Regions from separate parts of the Sus scrofa genome. Here all the other regions are linked to region 3. A link is a contact called in public HiChIP or PLAC-seq data. All regions are on one chromosome and are shown on one strand. The core of a region is the stretch at or near the end of the contact, and the rest is flanking DNA. Distances in the headings are between cores, read along the strand shown. Region 1 overlaps LOC100152428 (multidrug resistance-associated protein 1). Region 2 holds the start of LOC100152428 (multidrug resistance-associated protein 1). Region 3 has its middle 110 kb from the start of SAMSN1.

What was found. HiChIP or PLAC-seq counts read pairs in DNA pulled down with a chosen protein or histone mark.
Region 1: a contact with region 3 is called in an H3K27ac HiChIP or PLAC-seq map of alveolar macrophages. The contact joins two enhancer-like sites. A contact is called at or near these places in 1 of 47 Hi-C or Micro-C datasets (alveolar macrophages) and 1 of 2 datasets of contacts at active chromatin or transcription factors (alveolar macrophages).
Region 2: an H3K27ac HiChIP or PLAC-seq map of alveolar macrophages shows a contact between it and region 3. The contact joins the promoter of LOC100152428 here to the enhancer-like site in region 3. A contact is called at or near these places in 4 of 47 Hi-C or Micro-C datasets (embryonic fibroblasts, epiblast stem cells, omental adipose tissue and 1 more) and 2 of 2 datasets of contacts at active chromatin or transcription factors (alveolar macrophages and skeletal muscle).

What each region holds. Positions count from the first base shown.
Region 1 is chr13:179,303,453-179,306,345 of Sscrofa11.1, forward strand. It overlaps LOC100152428 (multidrug resistance-associated protein 1), which reads left to right. Exons shown (of 28, transcript XM_005670294.3): 26 at 1,072-1,238. Among named protein-coding and RNA genes, the nearest start is that of HSPA13, 16 kb to the right of the region's middle. Within about 2 kb of position 1,594, at least 9 of the 83 cell types and tissues checked have an H3K27ac peak or open chromatin away from gene starts, as enhancers often do. A contact at or near this core is called in alveolar macrophages, where this site is marked.
Region 2 is chr13:179,223,802-179,226,830 of Sscrofa11.1, forward strand. It overlaps LOC100152428 (multidrug resistance-associated protein 1), which reads left to right and starts at 1,559. Exons shown (of 28, transcript XM_005670294.3): 1 at 1,559-1,822. The coding sequence starts at 1,751.
Region 3 is chr13:179,619,391-179,622,582 of Sscrofa11.1, forward strand. No RefSeq gene overlaps it. Among named protein-coding and RNA genes, the nearest start is that of SAMSN1, 110 kb to the left of the region's middle. Within about 2 kb of position 1,496, at least 5 of the 83 cell types and tissues checked have an H3K27ac peak or open chromatin away from gene starts, as enhancers often do. A contact at or near this core is called in alveolar macrophages, where this site is marked.

The DNA of each region.
Region 1 (2,893 bases), core at 344-2,843, 320 kb before region 3:
CTGAAGTCTTCTGATGTGCCTTTATCTATTTGAAAAACTGGTACATTGCTTTGCAAGTTTCCTTTGTAATAATAAATACAAATAAAATCTGAGGGAAGATATCAGACCAAAAAGCATTGGTATTTTTGAAAGAAAAAAACATTTACTGAGACTTTTGCTTAGTTGGTAATTGGAATGTAGGACTCTTTTGACTTGAACTTTAGAAACATTAAAAAAATTAAAAGAACAATAATTTAGTCAGATCTTTTTTCTCAAGTCCTTTGATTTTTCCATCTGTGGCATCAAAAGAATTTGGTCATTAACAAGTAGGCAAATTGGCTGAATGATATGCCTCTCTAGTCAAGGATGACTTATTCATTTGAGTTTGAGAGATTTAAGCTGAGCATTTCTGAAATATCTTTTTTTTTCTAAAAATATTTTAAAATACTATGATCTTCGTCATATTGTTTAAATATATACTTGAATTTGTGAATTTACTTCAAAACAAATTTGCGTAAAATCTGAAATTCTAGCAGGGAAAAATTTTAGTGGAGAGAAGAAACAGTTCTTCACTTATAAATCAAAACAGGTGTAGTAAAATAGTTTCACTAGGCATGTTGGTTGTATTGAAAAGAGCATGGACTTGTCCTCTTTGAAATCTCCTTGAGCACTTACCTTCAGTGTGTCCTTGAACAAGAGTTTTTTTGAAACCTTCAGGTCACTATCTGTCAAATGGAGATACTGACTCCTATCTTTCTGGGTTGGTGTTCTGATTGATAATATTATGTGTATAGTATAGATGGCATTTATTTGGTTATTTTCTGCATTATTTCATATCCCCTGACTAAATGGCTACTATCACCATCATTATTATTGAGGTTGTTATTGACATTATTAATAAGAGGAGGAGGAAGAATGAGGGAGTTTATATGATTTAATCTAACTTGTAGCTTATTCTGATTCTCCTTACTATTGGTTTCAGTATAAAATGAATTTGATAACTATTTAGTTTTGATCATTTTGTTTTTCCTCGTTTAATGTATGTATGCCTCATGCGACAGTAAGGTTACTGGTAACTGTGTTATTCTCTAGGATCCGGTTTTGTTTTCTGGAACGCTTCAAATGAACCTGGACCCCCTAGACAAGTATTCTGATGGCGAGCTGTGGGAGGTGCTGGAGCTGTGTCATTTAAAAGAGTTTGTACAGTCCCTTCCGAAGAAGCTGCTGCATGAGATTTCAGAGGGTGGGGAAAACCTCAGGTAAGCTGCAAAGAACAGAGCTTGCCAGGTTATTCTTTCCAGGCTTTTTAGAAGCAAGTTTGCCTCAGAGGGAAGTCACTCCAGAGCTACCATGGATTTGGTTTGGTCTTTCAAAATGCACCACTGCTGATTTCCTCTAGGGGATCAAGAAAAGGAATAAATAGAATGGTAGCCACTGGCTGGGAACAAAGGGAAAACAAAGGAACAATGCAGTGTGAAATGTCACTATTTAATTGAAACTTCTTTTGCAAAGACTCCTAATAGCTTTCTTTCTAAAAATAATGTTATAAGGAGCTGCCTTTTCTTCACAGCTGTTTAATGTCTTTTAGGACAGTTCCTTTATGTGGTAAGGAAAGTCTGGTGGATACTCTTAAGCCTACACTGAATGACTCAGCCTCTTTGTTACTCTCCTGCTCCCCCCCTCTCTTTCTGTCACCTTGACTTTCCTACTCTTTCATGAATATGCCAGGCCAGTTTCTGCCTGCCGCAGGAATTTTATACTTGCCATTCACTTTGCCGGGAACAAGTTCCCATTGAAAATCTACATGACTCACTCTCCACTTTCTTCAGGTCTTGATTTAAAGGGCATTTTCTCAGAGTTCCCTCTGTGACTCAGAAGATTAATACATGGTCTCCAGGAAGATGCAGCTTTGATCCCTGGCCTCATTCAGTGGGTTTCGGATCCGGTATTGCCCAAAGCTGTGGCATAGGTCACAGATGTGACTCAGATCCGGTGTTGCTGTGACTGGGGAATAGGCCTGCAGCTGCAGCTCCAATTTGACCCTTGGCCCAGGAACTTCCATATGTTGCAGGTGTGGCCGTAAAAAGAGCCAAAAAAGGGCATCTTCTCAGTGCGGATATTTTGGCACACCCATCTAAAATATCCACCCCATACCCACACTTCTACCCTCCTTTTCTGTATGTTTGAATTCTTCTCATTACTATGTATTTTGCTCACTTATCTTGTTTATTTTTTGTTTCCCCATGTAAACTCCACATAGACAGACTTTTATCTGTTTAATTCATTGCTGTATTTGCAAAACTTGGACCAGAGTCTGGCATATAGGAATCACTCACTGAATTTTATGTGGCTTTTAGGGCCTCACCTGCACCATATGGAAATTCCCAGGCTAGGGGTTGAATTGGGGCTGCAGCTGACAGTCTACGCCACAGCCATAGCAATGCAAGATCCGAGCCAAGTGTGGGACCCACACCACAGTTCACAGCAATGCTGGATCCTTAACCCACTGAGCAAGGCCAGGGATCAAACCTGCCTCCTCATGGATACTAGTGGGGTTCATAACCGCTAAACCATGCTGGGAACTCCCACTCAGTGAATATTTCTTAAAGAAAAGAGATAATGGAAGTTCCCGTCGTGGCGCAGTGGTTAACGGATCCGACTAGGAACTATGAGGTTGCGGGTTTGGTCCCTGCCCTTGCTCAGTGGGTTAACGATCTGGCGTTGCCGTGAGCTGTGGTGTAGGTTGCAGACGCTGCTCAGATCTGGCGTTGCTGTGGCTCTGGCGTAGGCCAGTGGCTACAGCTCTGATTGGACCCCTAGCCTGGGAACCTCCATATGCCGCGGGAGCAGCCCAAGAAATAGCAAAGACAAAAAAAAAAAAAAAAGAGAGAGAGAGAGATAATGAATGGGTGAA
Region 2 (3,029 bases), core at 309-2,808, 400 kb before region 3:
CACCCCTCCCCACTCCTGTTTCTCAACACATCTATAGCCTTCCCTAACTTCTCCCATTTCATTACCTTAGGGATTTCTCTTTCTTCACCAATCAGGGAGGTAATGACACCTTTTTAGAGCTGGGTGTTCTTGGAAATCTGTTTCCAGTTGCTAGAACCACCCTTTCCTGAGGAGACTAACCAAAGGGAGGGAGGAAGGAAAACTTCCTTGAGTTTGGAGCCTGAGCTATGTTTAGGTCCTCGTCCCCCACCCCCCCCCCCCCCGACCCCACATGGTACAGGTTCAAGTTTCTTCTCTCCTTATATGTGAAAAAGCAGGAACTAAATGTATAAGATGACATTGTCTTTTCTGTGTAGAATCCAGAGGGAAGAGTTTAAAAATACAGATGGGGAAAGGGCCCCTCAAGGAGAGGCTGCTGAATTGATCATGTCCCTATTTCGGCCTGTGAATTTGTGAAAAATTCTGGAAGAAGTGAGACAAAATGTCTAAGTTTTGAACTATGACCTCAGTTCTTCAGTCTTATTTACTTTAAAATGAAAACTACAACTTCCGTTTTGCATAGGGCCAGACAAATATGGTTTGAAGAGAGTCAAATAAATTGTGTTTCTAAACATTCCCCAGTATTTTAATTCCATGAGGTATCATTTGGTTTAATCCCTGTGTAGACATATTTGGATTTCTCAGTTTGACCTGTTCTGTGGGCAGACCAAAACTCCCCCTAAGTACCATCTTTGAGCCCCTTTCTTTAGGATACTGGCTTTTCCTTGTATTAAATATTTAATTTTTTCTGCCTACCTCTAGCATTGATTTCAAGAAGCAGACAGAATGTTCCTTGGTCCTGAAACACAATACCCATCCTTGTAAAATCATCACGTTGACTTATCCTTATCCCCACTACACAGAATTCTTACAATTACTCCTCCTTCTGTTATTTCAATTTCTAAGTCAATTGAAACAAAGTACTTCATCAGACCAATGACACATCCCATGGAAAATGATTATTTGCACACACCAACATTTCTTTATACAAGGTCTATGATCCATCAATATTTATTAAAAGGCAAAATGTCATCCTTAATTTTCATACCCCCCTTTGTATGGCACATATTTTATTTAGTTCTTTGCTACTCTTAGTTACTACAATGTGTTTCCACTTATTACATAGCTTTATGATTAGTTTGGAGAGTAAAATTTAGATTCTATATACTGTTACTGTTTTCTAATACTTAGGGAAGCATTCCATTAACGTTCTAATTTTAAAGCCCCTTGCAATAAAATTTCTGTAAAATTCTACTGACACTTGTTGTCCTTAACAGTTTTCTGTAGGGGACAGCTGTTTACCTTCTGTTTGCAAATAAATAAATGACATCCCAAGGGGAAAAGAGTTTGCTCTTCTATAGACAAGGGGTACGTTTTCTAAAGTAACCCTGGAAATTGAGAAATCTGGAGCTACTGAGTCAAGTGCAAACTTCTCAAAAAGCAGAGATCTTTGGACTCCACCGAAGGTCTCATTTCTTCTCAGCCCCCGCCTTCCTCCCTTCCTGCCCCAACTCGCAGCTCAGGGCGCTGGCAGGAAGTGCTGGTAGAGGGCAGGGCGACAGCTGACACGCCCGGCTGAGTGCTCCCTTCCTTCCACCTTCCAGGCTCCGGCGGGACTGACGGTCCCCTGCCAAGAGAGGTGACAGCCGCAGCACCTCTCTCCGCTTCCCTTAGCCGTCGCTGTCGCCGTCGCCAAGAATCCCCGCGGGCCATGTTTTCCAGCCTGTGGAGATGGGGCGCTAGCGGCTCCTACCAGCGGGTCCCCCAAGGCTCCTGGACGCAGGTAAAGCTCGGGGTGGAGCAGGGTGGGAAAAAGCGGGGCGGTTTTCTGGCTGGTCTGAGGGAAAAAGGAAAGTGGGGAGAGCTAACTGTTGAGATCTGGAAACGTGAATTGATGTCTTAGATCTTTGTTTTCCTAGTAAATCAGACACACACACGCTCAGGAGGATGGTGTGAAACTTAAACCTTCACTATCTCAGTGGAGGTGGCTGCCTAAGCAAAGAGGCATTTTTGAAGGGATTAGGTGACTCCCCTGTTACCAGAAACACACATTTGAGAAAAGAATGAATGGATTTGACTTTGACTGAAGGAGTAGAGGTCAGAATGGAAATTTACCATCAGTAGAGCCCATTAAAACCCCAGGAGAGATTCGGGATAAATAAACTGTGTGTCAACTGACAGAGTACAGGGACACTGAGGCCTCCGGAAAATCCAGAAACTGCAGACCTTATCTGTACCTTGATCTGCCACTCCCCTCTCCTCCCACAACACGTGCTTCCTCCACGATAGAAGTCATGTGCTAAGGAAAGGAACCCTGCAGTTGTGTAGCATATCTGGAGTGATTTCCCTAATAAAAACTCAATTTGTTTTATTTCTCACCACTATGCAAGACAGGATCTTAGAAATAGACCTTAGAAATAGCCCTTAGCACATGTGGGTTCTGTAGTTCTAAAAAGAAAAATTTTTAAAAAGGATTTCACATTCAGGGGACAGAACCTTTCAAATCCTGGCTTTTGTTAATAAGTACAAGCGTCAAATAAATATGACAGCCATTCTTCTGATTACATATAAAAATGACACTATATGAGAAAAAGAATGTATGTGTATGTATGACTGGGTCACTTTGTTGTACAGCAGAAATTGACACAATATTCGAAATCAACTATACATTAATAATTTATTGAAAAAAGAAACTATAAATTTCTATCAAGGTAAAACAAATAATATGTAAAGCACTTTTTTAAATCTATAAAATATAAGTATTGAATAAGTCCCCTTTTCACTTTACTGTAGACTTAATCAGGGAAATTGGTTTAACATCATTAGTCTAACTGCAGAGGTGGCCAAAGGCAATGAATTACAAATTTACAGGGTAAGAAATTGCTAAACCCAAACAATTCCCTCACCCAAAATTTCAGTGGGCTCTTCCAACAAGACTCCAGCAGTGTTTATTTCCTTGACTATTACTCAATCTGGATAGCTTTATGAAT
Region 3 (3,192 bases), core at 246-2,745:
TCCACCATACTGGTGAAATATAATGATGATTTGACCTACTAAATGAATGGCTGAAATGAAGATATAAATTTGAAGTGCTCCAATGTATGTCAATTTTAAATGTGTGGTGAGCCAGCATAACACAAAAATATGGCTCTCGCTATTAAAAGAACACTTCCTTTGTTGAACTAGCCATTATTTAGAAACACCTGTGTTGGTGCTTTGCATGATTTTTTTAAAAAGGCAAGATATCCTGTTTCTTGCAGAAGGTAACATTATGTATTAACCTCTTCCTCTTTCCTAATCTTTTATTACTTGATCTCTCCAGGTTATATTGCATATAGCAGCTAAGGAGTACATAAAAATTGGACCCTCCCCTGGCCATTTCTACCTTTCGGTAGGGGTCCTTACTAAAAGAGAGCTTATAGCTTACTCATAGAATATACATTAGCCAAAAGCTAATATTAAGATACAAATTTTCCGTGAGACACAAGAGAGTTTGCCAAGCAATTCCTACTCAGAATTACCACTCTACTGATCTAATTCCAAATTTAACATTTAAAAAAGAGAACTCTGTTGTAAAGTTTCTAGCAGTTAAAATAAGTTGGCAGTCTAGTTTCTTGCCCAGAAAAATTACAGATTCCAACTCAGTTTTAGGGCACAAGTGATATGTGTGTGGTTTTTTAAGTGATAAACACAAGGCTTAGTCCCTCAAAAATCATACTTTCTAGTTAGGTACAACTCCAAGGCTTTGATCACTGCCAGGAAAAACAAAAATATCCATTTGTCCTATGAAACACTTCACCCAGCAGTGCCTTGACCTATGTTCAGATTATGTTATTGCAGACATTTGCAATTAGAAGCCATGGCCAGGGAGAGGTCATTTTCCCCACAAGCACCTCTGGTTGTGCCCAAATTTCTAGGCATATGGCCAAATGCCTGTGACTATTAATTCAAATGCATCTACTGAACATCAAATGACATATAACTTGTCTTAGAGGATTAAGAAGGATGGGACTTTTATGCCATTTAGTTCTGGCCAATCATGAAAGCATCTAGGAAGGAATAGAAAGTTGCTTCCAGAGAGCTTTTGGCTTTTACATAAACTCAAGCTGTTCTTTGGTGGGAAAATGTCCCAAGCTTCAGCAGAATTCTTAATAAGGAGAGAATCCCAGATCCCAAGGTATGATTGCAAATGTTCCAAGGCAGTCTGTGGGGGGATTGGGGCAGTTGTAACACCCTTGAAGTGAAGTATCCCTGAAGTTACTGTGTCTAAAAGACCAGATGCTTTGTCTTAAGTCTACACTCTTGACATAGTCTTTCTGCTGAACGAGTTGCTATACTAGCTTCTAAAATTCTCTAGAGCAAGAACTGAGGCTTGGTTATCTTTGCAATTCTAAGGAAACCCAAAACACTCAATAAATGTTTGTTTACTTAAGCTGAAACAGTCTAGAACGATTTTACTCTGGTTGAAGGCATAAGTAAACAAGACTTAGGGCTTTAGCACCCCCTGGGGGATGCCACTGTTGACTTTCCCTCATATTTTTTCATTATTTCCAGAATATTTAGGCAGTGCCTCTTATGAGGTGCTCAGTCCTAGGAATGGAATACCTGTCCTCAAGAAGTTTACCATCTGTCAGAAAAGCTGAAATGTCCTAATTACCCAATAACTATTTAAATAGCAACAATTACCATGGCCTGTAGGAGGCCCAGAGATACAGTAGTAAACAAGGTATATTTCCTTTTAAAGGTGTTCTGAAGCTGCAGTTACAACTGAAGATGAGAAGTATTCTGCGAGGGATAAGCAAGGAATGGGAAGAAGTTTAATAGCTAAACTAAAAACCTGAAGGATGATTAGAAGCTAAATAGGTAAAGAGGGTGTATAAATAAGAGATGGGAATTCTGGTTGTGGGTTGGCTGGTTAAGGCCCTGATGGTGTCTCTGTGCACATGTGGGTCTTGATCCATGGCCTTGCTCGGTGGGTTAAGGATCTGCTTTGGCTTAAGTTGCTGTATAGGTTGCAGATGTGGCTTGGAGCCAATGTTGCCTAGGCCCCAGCTGCAGCTCAGATTCAGTCTCTGGCTGGGCAACTTCCATATGCTTCAGGTGTGAATGTAAAAAGAAAAAAAAAAAGAAAAAAGAAAAAAATTTTAAAGAAAAGAAATGGGCTCTACCTATCAGTTGACTTCATTTTGTGGATTCATATGGCCTAATATTTAGATTTATTGGTCCTTTGTTAACAAAAAGCTGTATTCTTTTTTCAAATAAATAATAAGAATATTTAAATTTACAGAGTGTTTGATACCTCTTGAATAGCTAGGAGTATTCATAGTTTACTCCTGTAATTTATTTTTGTACATATATCTACAAACTAGGTCAAGCATTTCATACAAAATTAACTGCTTATTACTGTTGTCACTAGTATCATCTTAGGGCTTAAAGACTTTTAATACTTATTAGAGTCAAAGTGAAAAAGAATTCTGACATCACTAAGTTAAATAAAGCATAGTAGAATATTAAATTACTGAAGACAAAAAATCTATAATTCTTAATCTGTAAAATATTCAAAAAACTTCATTATATTTTAGATATTCATTGAAAATGATCATCTTCACTCCATTTTAATTGAAAATCTAAAGGTTAATTAGAATTATAGACATGATTTAAATAAAAATAGTATATATATGAAATAGACATTAAAATCAACATGAACGACATCTAGGAAAATCTAAAAAATTATTTTTGAACATTTCAAAGACTTCTTTTTCTCAAGTCATTCTTTGTTAATTTCCAATTTAAATATATTAGGCATTGGAATGCCATGAAAATCTCAAATTCCCCATCACAGATTAAAGTGCCAAATTTCCATTTTTGTATGCACTTCACCCTTTCTACACTGAGACTGGGTATAAAGTGAAGTGAAAGACATTACAAATCCCTGGTTCACCTGATGGGGCCTATGGCGTCTCAGTTTCTATGGGCTCTCTGCTGATGCATCTTGGAACCATCTCCTGGGGAGTCCCTACAAAGTGAGGTTTCCAGAGAAGTTGACCTCTGATCACCTTCGCCAGAATCACACGCAGAGCCTAGATTTGCAAAATGCGTAATCCTTGCCCTGTGTCAAGTCTGTTGAATCAGAATTGGGGCATAGGAAACTGAGTTTTAAAAACTAAAAAAAAATTATCAAACGTAAATTTTGCGCACATTTCATTT